Regions from separate parts of the Mus musculus genome. Here region 1 is linked to region 2. A link is a contact called in public promoter capture Hi-C data. All regions are on one chromosome and are shown on one strand. Each heading gives the region's core, a stretch centred on a gene start, on an enhancer-like site or on the middle of the called end of the contact. The rest is flanking DNA. Distances are from core to core; before and after follow the strand shown. Region 1 holds the start of Slc24a4 (solute carrier family 24 (sodium/potassium/calcium exchanger), member 4). Region 2 holds the start of Rin3 (Ras and Rab interactor 3).

The links. Capture Hi-C pulls out chosen DNA fragments and counts their contacts.
Region 1: a promoter capture Hi-C map of adipose tissue shows a contact between it and region 2. The contact joins the promoter of Slc24a4 here to the promoter of Rin3 in region 2. A contact is called at or near these places in 2 of 39 promoter capture datasets (neural stem cells and stem cell-derived epiblast-like cells), 5 of 484 Hi-C or Micro-C datasets (embryonic stem cells and palatal mesenchyme), 4 of 115 datasets of contacts at active chromatin or transcription factors (craniofacial prominence and embryonic stem cells) and 4 of 9 other capture datasets (adipose tissue, embryonic stem cells, liver and 1 more).

Annotation. Positions count from the first base shown.
Region 1 is chr12:102,125,218-102,130,236 of GRCm38.p6, reverse strand. Slc24a4 (solute carrier family 24 (sodium/potassium/calcium exchanger), member 4) reads right to left here and starts at 1,510. Exons shown (of 17, transcript NM_001362345.1): 1 at 718-1,510. The coding sequence starts at 847.
Region 2 is chr12:102,280,019-102,285,282 of GRCm38.p6, reverse strand. Rin3 (Ras and Rab interactor 3) reads right to left here and starts at 2,209. Exons shown (of 10, transcript NM_177620.4): 1 at 1,957-2,209. The coding sequence starts at 1,997.

The sequences.
Region 1 (5,019 bases), core at 261-2,760, 150 kb after region 2:
TGAAATATCTAGGCACTAAACATTCTTTAAAGGCTAAACACGAGCCCAAATCACCCCGAAATAAATATTTCATAAGTTTCTTCTCTTTCCCCACTCCGTCTGAAATTTGCATGTCTTAACAGACTCCCAGGTCGCCTTCTGCTTGGAGGAGCGTGGATCATGGCTATGCACGCCAGCCCTCCCTCTCCGTGGGGATTAAGCAGAGTTGAGTGAAGGGATGCTGGAACATGGCAGCAATCTCCCACGGGGACAGACTGCCCCCGCTCCGTTTAGGTTTGGGGAAGACCAAGCATTTGGATCAGAGCAGGTGCAAGGAGGAGAGCAGAGACTAAGCCTGAGAATTTGGGTCTCTGAGGGATGGAGCACAGCTTTGCAGAACAGAAAAGGGGGCTGCTCAGTTTCACACATCCTAAAGCGGGAGACTCTACCCCTGGGCTGCCATGAGTTGCCCATTACCCGCACACTCCAGGGACAGAGGTGGTGCAGGCTTTGATCCCAATAGCACACCTACAACTACGTCCGGAACCCCCAGGGAGCTTGAGCAGTTCGGCAGAACGTCGCCACAGTCCAGCTCGAGGCTCAGCACTCCTGGGTGAGCACTGCCCGCTGAGCGGGAAGGGAAAACCCTGGGGACCAATCTGACAGAGAAGAAGCTGGAGCTGTCAGAGCTCAAGCCCCCCAACTCCTCCAGCGGAAAACATCCTTTCCCACACCTACCCAAGCTTCCAAAGAGGCCGGAGGCACAGCACACCAGGGCCAGCACAGCGCACACGAAGCCAACTTGCTGCGGCAGCATCTCTCGCCTCCGGCGAACTTTGCTCTGCCGGATGAGTCCACGGAGAGCCATCTCCGTACGCCCCGCGCCCCTGGAAGAAGATCCCGAGCTTCAAGGGTTGGAGCGCTGTCTGTGGCCCAGCGGCGTTGGGGCTGCAGCGGGGCGATGCGTAGCTCAGAGGCAAGGGGCTCTGGGAGATAGCTTCATGGTCCGCGAACAAGGCAGTCACGGGGAGATCGGATGGGAATACCAGAGGAGGGGGAGCAATGCACGGCCGGAGCTCAGAGTTCCGCGCGGGGCGTGCGCGCTGCTCGCACCATGACTCCGTGGCGAGGAGACGACGCCTGCACGGTGGCGCTGGCGGCCCTGCTTGTCGGCTTGGCGCAGTCCGGGCGCTTGGAGCCGCTACCTGCCCACTGCTCTTCAGCGCGCTCGGAGTCCGCCGGGAGCAATCAGTGCTTGGCGAGCGCCCCCGCGCCCCGCGCCGCCGCGCCCACTCGCAGCATCCTCCTCGTCCAAGTTTAGCCCCGGCCGCCCCGGCTGCCCGCCTGCGAGGCTCCTCTGCTTCTCTCGGAAAGCAGGGCCCTGGCAGCTAAGTGCGTGCAGAAGGACCGCGCGCAGCACTCTCAGAACTCAAGACCCTCTCGGCCAGTGGCCGCAGTTTGGGCCCTCCCGCGGGCGAACTGTCCCGGGAACTTTCTCTCTGGCTCTTAGGCGGCCAGAGCCTGTGTCTGCGAGGCCGTGGCGCCTCCCGCAAGCTGCTCTCGCCTCCCTACTCCTCCCCTCCCGCCTGCCCGCCTCTCATCCCCCCCCCCTCCCCTGCACGTGTACACCTCCCCTAGGGCGCTCGCCCAGTGCGCTTCTCCCTTCCCCCAAGAGAGGCTCAACTACTGACCAATATAATCCCCTTTCCTTGCCTCCCTCCAAACCCCTTCCTCTCTCTCTCTCTAACCCTACGGAGCCAAAATGAGTCCTCAGCTTCTTGTGATTGCTATAAGGTGGAACAGGTTATGGCATCACCAAGGACTCTCAGAACCAGGGTTTCTGTAGGGCTCTCACACGGGTCCTGGCTCCCCGAGACCCCCTACCCCCCGCAGCGACCCAAGGCGGTCACCACTACCACCCGGAGGTCTCCAATGCACAAGTAGCTTAATTGCTAGCTCAGTGCTAAGAAACAGGCTTGCACCAAGCCAACCGACGCCCGCCGGGACCAGTTCCTGCCAGGCTCTCTGGGTAACCTAGGGACCTGTGTGGCGGGGGCGCAACACCGACCTACGAAATGCTGGTAATCTGACAGAGGGAGAAACCCCGCAGTTCTGCGGCTCTGCTGCCAACAGTTGGGAGCTTTTGATGTTTTGCAACCTCACAGCTTCGCAAGGCTTTCTGGTTTGGGTTTGTTTTTCCACCTCTCTTACTTTCGGCTCTCTAGTGTAAGCCGCTTTTAAAATGTGGGCGCAGTGAAATTTCCGAAGAGCAGTGGAGGTGTCATCCAGACGCAAATAAGTGGAGGGGACCTCTATCAGGAAGGATCTCTAACTCAGACTTCCCTGTCGGTTTTCTATCCTGTGCTGATTTAGGGGTTAACTCCTCTTAAAACCATTTTTGGATCAAAGCCAACTGTGTTTAATTAAATAAATACATACCCGCCATTTGTGAGCTCTGTGCCAAGTGCCATCCAGCCAAGAAACAAAACAACAACAACAACAACAACAACAACAACAACGTGTATTAAGACCCAATGTCTGCTTTCAAGGAACCCTGAACTAAAGGGGGGCCTGTCCCTCAGATGCTAAGTGGGATTCTCAAAGTGTTTTGCTCTGAGCGCCAAACATTCCCTTGCTGCTCATTAGGCTACGGGGTGGTCCACAGCAGCCAAGTCATTGCCTGGGAGTATAGGAGACAGGCAGGTTGCACATTTAAATCTACTCTTAGACCTACTGAGCTAAAATGTGCATTTTTAACCAGATTCCCTAGAGATCTTGAGCATAGTCAAGTGTGAGGACTTCCCTTCTGGGGACTGTCCCAAATGCCTCCTCTAGCTGGCCACTACCAGCAAGGTTCCTTTGTACTTCTTAGGCAAGCAGAGGGACACAGGTAAGAAGTGCCCAGAAAGCTGGGGTGGGGGCGGGGTGGGGTGCCATTGTTTGCAGCATCTTCATTTCTTTTTTTTTTTTTAAGATTTATTTATTTTATGTATGTGAGTACACTGTTGCTGTCTTCAGACACTCCAGAAGAGGACGTCAGATCTCATTACAGATGGTTGTGAGCCACCATGTGGTTGCTGGGAATTGAACTCAGGACCTCTGGAAGAGCAGCCAGTGCTCTTAACCTCTGAGCCATCTCTCCAGCCCCAGCATCTTCATTTCTATACTGTTCAGTATGGTCCGTAGAATAGGTGAGTTTATTAAGTATAGGAAAAAAAAAAGAAAAAGAAAAAGAAAAAAGTAAAAGAACAGGCAGGCAGGCAAAGTGGGCAGGTAGATAAATAGCAAAACATGGCCAAATCTGAGATTTATAAACTGGAAACAGTTACAATTGGGCGAGTTGAGGCAGTCAACTGCAGTTCTCAGTTGAACTGTCTCCTCATGGCTGAGCTTTCTGATCTTGGTACCCGCTGCAGGCATTTTTATATTACGGGATAAATAGCACTACCATCAGTTGGAAAGGGGTGACCTTCCTCGGCTCTCAAGGACACAATGGCTTTATTCTTGGGCATGTTGCTCTTGTTCTCCCCACCCTCAGCCCCCACCCATCACAGAGTTGGATGAGATCATCCCTTTCCCAGATAAGGGATCTTGAGATAGAAACATGGTTGGTTCTGAAGTCGGGAATCACAGCAGCATCTCCAACTTCTCAGACAACTCAAACAGCATAGGATAACTTATCAATATGACAGACATCACAAAGATACTGAGGGCATGGATGTAAACCCAACCGCATGGAAAGCCCTAGGAGGGCCCTGTGTAGAACAATCTGGGGTTCCGTCTGGTCTGTAGCATGTCTCTCCAACTCATTATCCTCCGGTTTGGTACTGGCTACCAAACATGCACACTGGCGTTTGAAAAATTACAACATACATACAATTCCCTTCGTTGACTACACTAGACAAGGATGAGTTTATCAACAAAGAAGGGAAAGAAAAAACTATTAAATATGATACTGGGAAAACTGCTTAGCAAGGGCCCTTGACACCCAATTTAAGACAGAGGAAAAAGAGTTGACAGATACCACACCTATACCTGGTATAGAAACAAGTAAATAAAGAATTACACCTAGCATCTTTTTCACACAGGACTAATGAAAACAGAAAGTTTTGAGTCCAGATCAGGTCAAAGGAGTTGTTAGTTTCCACCTGGAAACAGGCAGCCCATAATAGAACACTTCTCTTTGACATTTTTCTTTTTTTTTTTTTTTCCATTTTTTATTAGGTATTTAACTCATTTACATTTCCAATGCTATACCAAAAGTCCCCCATATCCACCCACCCCCACTCCCCTGCCCACCCACTCCCCCTTTTTGGCCCTGGTGTTCCCCTGTACTGGGGCATATAAAGTTTGCAAGTCCAATGGGCCTCTCTTTCCAGTGATGGCCGACTAGGCCATCTTTTGATATATATGCAGCTAGAGTCAAGAGCTCCGGGGTACTGGTTAGTTCATAATGTTGTTCCACCTATAGGGTTGCAGATCCCTTTAGCTCCTTGGCTACTTTCTCTAGCTCCTCCCTTGGGAGCCCTATGATCCATCCATTAGCTGACTGTGAGGATCCACTTCTGTGTTTGCTAGGCCCCGGCATAGTCTCACAAGAGACAGCTACATCTGGGTCCTTTCAATAAAATCTTGCTAGTGTATGCAATGGTGTCAGCGTTTGGATGCTGATTATGGGGTGGATCCCTGGATATGGCAGTCTCTACATGGTCCATCCTTTCATCTCAGCTCCAAACTTTGTCTCTGTAACTCCTTCCATGGGTGTTTTGTTCCCAAATCTAAGGAGGGGCATAGTGTCCACACTTCAGTCTTCATTCTTCTTGAGTTTCATGTGTTTAGCAAATTATATCTTATATCTTGGGTTTCCTAGGTTTGGGGCTAATATCCACTTATCAGTGAATACATATTGTGTGAGTTTCTTTGTGAATGTGTTACCTCACTCAGGATGATGCCCTCCAGGTCCATCCATTTGGCTAGGAATTTCATAAATTCATTCTTTTTAATAGCTGAGTAGTACTCCATTGTGTAGATGTACCACAT
Region 2 (5,264 bases), core at 960-3,459:
TATCTGAATGTCTCTCACCCCAGAAAGAAGGGGGCTCTGGGCCAGTAGGGTGCAAGGATAGACTCAAAAAGCTTTCAGGACCAGTCCTGGTGGCAGCTGGGCCTAGGGGTGACTTGGGGTAAGAGGTCCCTGAGTATTTAGGTGTGAGGCTCAGGTGCAGGGTGTTTTAAAGACCTTAAAAAGGACCAGCCCCTGAGCAGGGACCAAGGCCATTAGAATTCATCCAATTCAATCCCAGTGAGGGAGGGGTTATAGGACTCTGGAGTTTCAGATGAGGCAGACAGATCACCCAGTTGGCAAAAGGAAGGGGCCCACCCAACAGATGTCAGTGATGCTAATCATAATAGCAGCTGAGGATGTCCCCTCCAAACAGCCTGTGAAGAGCAGTGACTACTGACTATCCTTGTTAGTAAACTGAGGCACAATGAAATCAATCACTGGTACAGAGGTAAACAAAGAAAGGCAGGAGGAAATGGGTCAGGCCAGGCCATCCTTGGGGAAAATGGGGAAGTAGATGAGATCAGAACCTGATTCCTCACCCTCCTTTTCTAGCCGGCTTTACCTTCCCACCCAGGGTATAGCAGTTACTTGCTCCCAGGAGACCCCTTCCGCATCGGAATTCCCAGTTTCCCAGCAGATGACATTTGTCTCCACAGAGATCACTTCCAAGGGAAACATCAACACAGAATTTCCGGGCTGTGGTTGTAGCTGGGATTGGGGGTAGGAGGAAGGAGGCAGCCAAGCCCCCCCCCACCCCCCCACCCCCCGCCCCAGGACAATCCCAGTCCCTCCTATCCGAATGGGGGCCAGTTACACCCTACTGTTCCCAAACCCTGGAGAGTACAAGATGTGTACAGATAGCGTTCCTGTTCTAAAGAGTGGAAGCTCAAAGAGATGAGGTCACAGAATTAAAACAGGCAGCCACGGGAATTCATCCGGGATCAGGCCCGGGACTTTTAAACGGAAATACAAAAAGTATGGTACCCCAGATTCGTCCATCATCCATGGCACCTCAGAAAGTGCTAGAAGACTTTCGCAGAAATCGCTTTCTACTCGGTGCAGCTTCAAACCCCACCCTTCCCGATCTTCTCTTAGGACTGGGCTGGGCGGGATGACAGGACATTCCCAACCTTGTGTAGCTCTGGGCAGTGTTCCAGGTCTTGAGGTGGGGGGTAGGGAAGAGCACAAAAGTAGGAATCCCTTCCGAATGGTTGTTCCCAAGCCATTTAATTTCACACACTTCAGACTGCATCTGCGTCTGGGTATCCCGCCAATCATTTGCACCCGAGCACTCTAGACCCTCCTCACACACCAGGCTCTTCAAAGGCCAGTCCAAAGGTCCCCAGCCGATCCAGTGGGGTGGCAGATGGGATCTGGTGGCGCCTCAATCCTCCAGGCAGAGAGTTAGCTGCTGGATGGGCCTGCCTAAAGTTGTAGGTGCTTCTTATCTACCACCCTACTCCCCACCCCCGCCCCCACCCCCACTCTCGGTCCCAGAACCTGAGGGCGCAAGCTGGGGTTTAGGCAGAGCAGCGGTGCTTCGTGGTGCATGGGGCTGGCTGGGCCAGGGCAGCGAGTGCTTGCATCCAAAGTTCAGCCTAGGCTAGAGCCATGGCTACACGGACATCTCGGGCTCGAACACACCAAACCCTCCCAGCCGCACATTGTGCACTGCTTCCCCCCCCCCCCCCCCCCCCCCCCGCTAACAAAGTCTGGATTTGAAAGTTTGGCCAAGTTCGGCAGTCACCAAGGCCGCCCCCTTTCCTTGCAGAACCTAGTTTCACCCTTAGTCCCTGCTGGGGGATCCGCACGCTCGTGGGGGGTGTTCATTTCAGCATGACATCCACGACGTCCCGTAGCCCTATCCGGAGCACCCAGGGCTCTCGGGGATCAAGCTGAGCAAAAGAGGCAGGACGCGGGCCACCTGGGGAGCGGCGGGCACGGGTTGCCACTTACCCGGCAGGGTGGGCGCTCGAGGGCGCTTCGGCGCGTCGCATCGTGGGGCAGGCGATTGGGGACGCAGCGACCTCCGCGTGGCGCTGGCGCTGTCCCTCGCCGAGGGCCGGGCTGGGCGCCGCCGCCAGCCGCGCGCCCAGTGGGGAAGCGCGGGGCCGCTGCCTTCCACTTCCTGGATCGCAGCGCGCGGGGCTCGCAGGAAGAGGCCGGCCTTGGTGGTCAAGGGTTTTTTGTCAGAAGCCATTCGGCCGTGGCTGCTCGTAGCAGGGAGCCCCCTGGGGCGCGCGGAAGCCGGGCCGCGCCCCTAGGGCCGGGCCTGGCGGCGGGCGGTGCCGGGGTCGAGGACAGCACGGACTGTGGCCGCCCGGAGCCTGCGAGCGAAACTCACAGGAAAGTCTCCAAGTTGGCACCGGATAGCAAGGCACTCAGGGCTGGCAGGTGACGAGGCCCACGGCCCAAATGGGACCTCCTTCATCCCGGGGGAGCCACGACCCATACCCACTCCCGCCCCCAAGGCGGGGCACCTCCTCCACGTCCCTGACAGGTGGCCATCCTGTCTCTCCTTGATACCTTCTCTGTTGATAAGATCACTGTTTAACAAAGCAGATATCGTCCATGAAGCCTGACATCTAAGGCACCTGTGCTGAGTACAGCACCCAGTGAGAGACTAAAGGAGAAAACTTGCTAGCTTACACAACAACCGCGAGTCGTAATGCCTCCTTTTTTAAGCGCCCAGACACTCAAAAATGTCTCCTGAGCTAGCTAAGCCTGTGAGACCAGGTAATAGCGGACCTCAAGATATCACCTTGTTTAATTCATTCCCAGCCTGGGCATTATTTAGACTGCTGGGGACAGATTAAATGTTTTGTGCTTGGGACTGTCTTGTGCATTGTGCATTGTAGGAGTAACCCAACTTCCATCCACATCCTTGGCCTCTACCCACGATTACACAGGAGTGCTAGAGTGTCCACACACCCTCACAACCACTTCTCTTTTGGCATTTCCTCCAAATCAGCCTGTGGAAGTGAGAGGAAAGGCTTAGTTAACAGTCTCCTGCTGGGAGTGGTAAATGGGCCAGCTGATTTGGGAAGCAGCCTTGGCAGTTCCTCAGAAGGGGAAACTACGTACCCAAAGGGGCTTATTTCAGCTTTCAATTCCAGGTTACAGTTCATTATGGGGAAGTCAAGGCAGGGGGAGGGGGGGGATGTCAAAAAGCTGGTCACATGACATCCAGAGCAAAGAGAAATGAATGTAACCATGTTTACCTGGCTTGTGATCAGCTCACTTTCTCCACTCTTACATAGTTCAGGGCACCCTGTATAGGGAATGGTGCTGCCCACAGTGGGTTGAGTCTTCCCGCACCAATAACTTAAGTAAGACAGTCCCTCACCAGCATACTCATAGGCCTAACTAAATGCAGACAATCCCTTACTGAGAATTTCTTCTCAGTGATTCTAGGTTGTGTCAAGTTGACAAATTAAAGCTATCTATCATAGTGTGTCCATGCAAAACCTTATATATGACTGTTCATATCAGCCTTTATTTGTGTTATCCAGAGCTGGAGCTAGAGTTCAGAGGTAGAATGGTTGCCTGGCATGTGTCTGAGAGGCCCTATGTTGAAGGAAGAAAGAAAGAAAGAAAAGAAATACAAACAATTTACAGTAGCCAGTATGTGGGAGCAACCAAGCATTCATCAATCGATGAATATGTAAATAAGATCAGGGATCATCAGTCAGGGACTGTTATTGAGCCACAGAAAGAATGGGGCCCCAACAATGGTGCTTCTGCACAGATGAGTCTTGAAAGCATGCTAAGTGACAGAAGCCAGTCGTTAAACACATTCCTTTTGCATGAAGTGTTCAGAGTAGGCAATTTCACGGAGACAAACAGTAAACTAGTGTTCGCTAGAGGTGGGGTGGGGTGGGGTGGGGTCGGGGAGTGGGGAGCAACTGGCAATGGCTATGGAGTTTCTTTGGGGGTGATGAAAATGTTTTTAAATTGACTGTGGTATTCATTGCACAACTTTGTGGCTGTGTCTGAAAACCATCAAATTATACACTTTAAGCTGTTGAATTGCATCCCAATCAAACTAGCTTTTCTTTTTGGAAGGCACAAAAAAGTGTGGTCTCCAGGGAGCAACCTTAGCCACTCTGACCTACACAACTTCCCCACCGAGCACTCAGATTGCTGCCAGCCATCCCCTCAGGGCACTACCAGGCCCTATAGGCATTTCTTCTCCGAGGTTAGCTCTTCCCTGAGCCACAGTCACCTCTCTATCATCTCTGTCAACAATCCTGTAGTTTTCTGCTTGAAAGCTGGGCACAGAAGGCAGTCACGTGTTCAAATCCAGTCCCAGGACTCTTTAGGCAACAGCCAGTACAGCTTTCTCAGAGATTCCATTGCTCATCTGTAATAGATGAGCACAGATGAGAGAAGGAAGAGAGCATCCCTTCAGGGAGAAATCTTTGGCTGTGGTTCCTCCAATAAGCCCACAAGCTCCTCCTAGGTGTCCTTGGATCTAGGTCAGTGGACCATCCTACTACTTGCCAGTTCTTCAGGCTGATATGAGTAACCCTACACTTTCAGACCCCATAGGCTCCTCTCCAGGGCGCAGCTCTGACACTAGACAACCCCCTAATACCCTGAGTTCCACAGAACAGTCGCAGGCCTTTCTCCTATTCCAACAGAGGCCTCCTGAAGGCTGACCATTCACTTGCTTTGTAAAGGCACAATTCCTTAGGTGTGCACCATGGAGATACTCTTGATGATAACTGATTGGGGGTGGGGCTGCCAAGATTCCAGAAGGCTGAGTGGACACTGTTCGTGATGATGTGCAGTCTGCTTGTCTAGACCCTCTTCCTTTTCCACTCCCAACCACCCCTCCCCTGCCAGGGACTCCGGTGGAGTCAGCTTGACAGATGAAAGTCTAAAAGCTTTCTCATGAGGAAAAAGTTTCAAGGAAACTTACTCCCGGATCTTTGGCTATTTCCCTAACCCATAAAATTAATTTTCCAAATCCACTTTAGTCTAGTGTATGGATCCACGTGCACTCTATATAGTATTACCTTATAGTAAATGCCTTTTAAGATTTGTATTCTAACATAGCTAAAGCCTTTTCCCAGTGTTCTTAGACTCCAGATAGCAGCAAGGAGCTTTACCCATTCAGTAAACAATTAAGCACTTGCCATTTTACTCAGCAGTTTACAAATAGAGACTAAAAGTCTCACTGAGATAGAAATCTTTTACTACAGGCTTCATTCCATGTCAAGTATAAGTTGATATACTACCCTGATAAGGGGAAACTCTCC